Regions from separate parts of the Bombyx mori genome. Here region 2 is linked to region 1. Evidence: chromatin contacts called from public Hi-C data. All regions are on one chromosome and are shown on one strand. Each heading gives the region's core, a stretch centred on a gene start, on an enhancer-like site or on the middle of the called end of the contact. The rest is flanking DNA. Distances are from core to core; before and after follow the strand shown. Region 1 holds the start of LOC101744335 (mannosyl-oligosaccharide alpha-1,2-mannosidase IA). Region 2 overlaps LOC101744335 (mannosyl-oligosaccharide alpha-1,2-mannosidase IA).

The links. A called contact is a pair of places that touch in the nucleus more often than the background predicts.
Region 2: a contact with region 1 is called in a Hi-C map of whole pupa, with 3 times the contacts expected there. The contact joins the enhancer-like site here to the promoter of LOC101744335 in region 1. A contact is called at or near these places in 3 of 7 Hi-C or Micro-C datasets (middle silk gland, posterior silk gland and whole pupa).

Annotation. Positions count from the first base shown.
Region 1 is chr9:11,879,699-11,882,248 of ASM3026992v2, reverse strand. It overlaps LOC101744335 (mannosyl-oligosaccharide alpha-1,2-mannosidase IA), which reads right to left and starts at 1,286. Exons shown (of 10, transcript XM_038012948.2): 1 at 549-1,286. The coding sequence starts at 1,154.
Region 2 is chr9:11,931,135-11,933,684 of ASM3026992v2, reverse strand. All of the region lies in intron 1 of LOC101744335 (mannosyl-oligosaccharide alpha-1,2-mannosidase IA), which reads right to left. Among protein-coding and RNA genes, the nearest start is that of LOC101744335, 51 kb to the right of the region's middle. Within about 2 kb of position 1,279, at least 4 of the 8 cell types and tissues checked have open chromatin away from gene starts, as enhancers often do.

The DNA.
Region 1 (2,550 bases), core at 37-2,536:
AAGTCTGTCTAGTAGTTACTAGACTAATTTGAAGTCTAACCTTTTCACTCATGTGAAGCATTTTTGGATGTCAATAAATCCAAGATTAATGAATATCAAAATCTGCTCTACATACTGCAGTAACGTCATGGTAACTAAGCCATCTGCCGAGTATTGATATTTATCTTATGTATAATTTGTATATATTAATTACTTGCCTTTTATGTACTAAGAATGTCCTTTGAAAATTATTAAAATTTATTTCAAAGACAAAAACTAGTGTTTATTGTATATGTTGCTGAAAACAGACAACCCGAGGCACTACTACTATTGATTTTAATCATTTAAAATAACTATGATTACATTCCAAGCTCTTTTTTACTCATCAAATAGATTTCTAGATTGGTCCTAGATATAGGTAAGCTTAATTGACAAGGTAATGTCTTTACTTAAGCAAGATTTAAAGTTAAATAATATATAATCTGACAATTTTGAAATTCAAGTGGTATCAAGTTAACCAATGGTGTTTAATTAAATTTTAATTTGTTCAAATTATATAGCAATCTTACCTCTTTAACTGTCTCTAACTTTTGTTTCTGATCTGGATCAGCGTTAGGACCGATAGCAACAGCGACGTATCTATTAGACCCGTCTGGTTTAGGACCAGCAGGAGATGCGTCTTTAGCTGCGAAGTTCCTAACAGCGGGCTCCTCTATTGCGTCAACAGGAGGCTTGCTGGGACCTCGAGAAGAAGATACAGAAGGTGCAACATCAAACTGCGGTCTCTCGAGAACTTTCATGCCCATGTCTTCGTCTATCTTAGCCTTAAGTCTGTTTCTGTCCTCAACTATGTGTGGGTCGTCACCTTCTTCGCCATGCCGAACGATACCGACTACAGGAAAGTCTCCCACATCGTTTTGAGCGAGTGGCGGAGGCATTAACAGCTCTGGACCCGCTTTCTGAATACGTTTATACACATTGTAAACACTGTCATTCACACTGCTCGAACTTTTAAATTCAGGTAAATAAAACAGAGCTCCTAACCACACGATTCCGAACGTCAAAAGTACAGAAACAATCAGATATTTCTCTCTTATACGGAACGACCGCCGAGATATGGACGGGACGGGTACCCCGTTAACAAACCGCTGATACGTAGGTAAAATTCCCGTCATGTTTATCAGTTATTACGAATCTACACCTAATATACTAAAAATATAAATAGAGACAGTTCGACACACAACCGTCAGCCCCAATCGGCAGTCGCCATTAAACTTAAGTCATTTCAACGCAGGGCTGCCAGGCGTTGAAACTTTTGCATTTCGTTGGAATTGTTCGTGTTGAAGTGTTTTCTGAATAAAACTACGGTAGCAAAATTTATTTCAGATTACATTAAGAAGTTTCACAAAGCTGTTTCGGCTTAGATCTACTTCTCTACTACTATAGATTCACTGTTTATATTAAAATGAATAATAATATCTGGAATGTTTCACTATTTCATCTTACATAAGATTCTCAATATACTTGTTATAATTAATAAATTTTAAGTTTTATAATAAATAAATTAATTTGATTTATAAATGATTACACTGTTCGTTACATAGAAAGAAAATGGTCTTATAGTAAACATTGTGAGTGTGCCATACTTTGACACGTTTAAAACTTTCCAATAAAATCGGTAAAAATTTTTGGGAGTATTTTTTTTTATTTTGGCAGCTCTAGTCACCAATCGAAAGTCAAATAGTGTAGTGGTACCATAGAGTTAGTAGGTACTTATTAACTCCATGAGTGGTACCTAGCCAACTGTACTAAACAATCAAAATTAAATAATCTTTTTGGTAATCTTTTTCAGGCATATTTCGAAATCATATTTTGGTTTATGAATCTATCAGTTAAAATTATATGTATGTTTATTACAATTTTCAACTTAAGTCTTGCCAACGAAATATTGTTATATTTATTTACTTTTTCCATTAATTATTTATTTCAATAATTAAATATTTGGTCCGAATGAAATCATATTACAGTATGCAGTTTTAGGACCGTCTACCCAAGTTTTGATTCTTAGAAAACAGACTATTTTCATAAGATTCTATGATCTATCTACATATAATATATCTTCAGCTTATTTTGTTCGATTCATTATGCATTGATTCGAATTTAAAGCAAATCGGTTCAAGTAAAGAGGCATTTTTATGAAACTGCATTACAGCACTATTTTCATTTTCTACAAAGATTAGGTATAGATTACCTATTTATACTAAGATTAGGTAAAAGATCAGAGAACTTATCTTTGGCGCTGTGATCGCGTATATTTAATATTTGAAAATTAAATTATCAACGGGTAATTCTGTTTTTTATATTATAGAAATAGATTTAAATAAGTAGTTATTTTTGTCACTCTTTTATTAAAAATAAAATAATTAATACGTAGTAGAATAGTTTGCGAAATGAATTGGGTTTAGCGCCATCTCTTGAGTATCAAATAAACAATGACCAAAGTATCATTATAATTCAGCGTTGTAGGTAATGACTCAAACTTTTCATTAAAAATAGGTTTTATTTAAGTAA
Region 2 (2,550 bases), core at 30-2,529, 51 kb before region 1:
TCTTGACCGCAATGCCCCCGCTACATGGAAAAGGCGGGATGAGCCAGGACGTGTGAGCGCTGAAATCATCTTCAGACGTCTCTTATTTACTATATGTATCTCTCTGCTATACATAGTTATCCTACTATTATATCTACTACGTATATCTATATCAGTTACTAGCCGTACTCGCCCGCTTCGGTGCTCATTTAAAATTAACATTATTATTTATTGTCATTATTATTAGGGAGTCCAATATTCATAAAAATAATTAGCCTATCCATTAAGTGCATGTATTTTCTACATGGATACCAAGTTTCAAGTCAATCGGATGCATGGTTCAGTAATTATAACGGAACATCCGTAAAAACCACTGTAGATTTATAATTTAGTATAGAGTATAGATACTATATCAGCTATCCTAGCCATTTACTATATTGATATTTGAATCAATATTGAAGTATGATACTAACACGTGATCTTTATGAATAAAATCTTAACATACAAAATATATTACTTATCAGCGGTTTCAATTTTAATTTGTTGTTTCAATTTGTTTGTAATAAACTAATATCAATATTAAAGTACCTACTTACGATTTTTCCATCAAATATTACTTTCCATCTACAATTTAGTATTCCTCATAAAATCGGTCCTGGTGTTGGCCGCAACTGTTTGCATTCTTCGATCGCATTCGTGCTTGGAATAGCGAAACCCGAGAAAATCGTTTCATCTGGACTTTTAACGGAAATGCAGTCTGCATAAGTGGTTGACCGAATGCTGCGCTTCGAAATCAAAATTTTTCCTTCAACATTTCTTACGAAAATCTTTTTAAAATCAGTGAAACCCAAATGAAAAACATTCTCTTATTTTCACTTCGTTATATTGAAGAAACTAAATTGACGTTTTGTTGAAATGGGAATCTGGAAAAGACGTCAGCTGACAGTGTAGATCGGATATCTTGCCAGCTAAAGAAAAATCGGGTACTCGCAATCGCAGCCGGCGGCCATTTACCAAAAGATTGATGAGTATGCAAAAGACAGTGTCGAAAAAAAAAATCCCCTTAATCCGTCTTTTGTTTTAGAGGGTATTTTTATAGAAGGATTAATAAATGTCTGAAAAGTGAAAACCATTATTTAAAACGTCAATGACTGTTATTCTTAACAACATTGCTTTTTAAAAGTGTTTTATATTTGTACAATTGGTATGAACGAAGATGGATGACAACAAACAAGCAATGTAAACACATTGTGATTAACGACACAATTGCGTTAGTGTAGGTAAATAAATATATTATATTAATACGAACACAGCTACGCTCATGCGAGACAGACTGTTTTTTTATGTGAGTCATCTATTTGAGAGTGTTTAAATTACTGGCATCGAGAATCTTATCTTAGCACAGACGAAAATATTGATGCATTATTGAAGCGCCTTGGAAACTCCATTAATGCACAGGGACTAGTAGCGACATTTACTTAATACCATTCTTAAATAGAGGAACCACAAAACATAAAACGAAGTTTTCATAAATTTTTGTTGTAGATAAGGTCCTGACCCATGTACCAGACATGCTTAAACATTAGGATGAATATTCAATTGTATTGAAGGTATAATAACGCATATCTGAGTTTTCTAACCGAAAAGAATAACTTCCTTGGGGCAGCTTTCTGCGCAAAGAAGTTTTTCTTTAAGCAGAATGCTTCCTTAAGCAGAATGCTTCCTTAAGCAGAATTTAAAATAGTTTATATTATATATTATTAAGCTTTTAATTTAAGCCTTTCAATGTGAAATTCGTATGTGATTACATGTTAGGTATGTACACTTACATTACCCCATAGGAGAAGGTACAGTGGAGCTTCTCACTCATTAGGCCATGGGCGCTTCAAATATCATCAACATCATTCGACATCGTACCAAAAACTTTTGTCACGATGGTGCCACCAAGTTCTCGTTTGTAATTTAAGGCACAGTCATTTCGAGAATCAAAAGAATTTCCGTCACAAAAATATGAGTTACTTTGAAACAGTCGCAAGCTAGCGAGTTTGCGAGGGAAGTCAATCAAGATATAAATGTTACTGTGAAAGGTTCCGTGAATAATATTGAGTGCTGAGTTTTTAACAGGAACTAATTATCTTTTTGATCCGCGAACAGCGAACATTACTGAATTCTAAAAGGGAAACGATGAAGGTCGGCATAAAACAAAATTAGAAGACTGATTTGCGCAGACCGATGATGATTTGAGATAGTTATTTCAAACTCTATCCAACTTTTGTTATAGAAAAATCAAGAACTAGTTATAAATGGTCTAAAAAAGGATTTACTTAGTACTGTATATTGGTTTTCAAAAGAATTGTGTTGCCTTAAACAAACTACCAATATCTAACTAGTATAAAGTAATCCTTAAGGCAGCTCGTGGAGTTAAAACTAAAAATAACTTGAAACGTAAGAATAAAATTTGAAAATCCATAATTTAAGGGACAAAATATCATCCTGTATTTAAACCAAAAAAACTAATTAAATTAAATAAAAATTAACAATTTTTAGCAAATCAGGGCAGAATTTGATGGA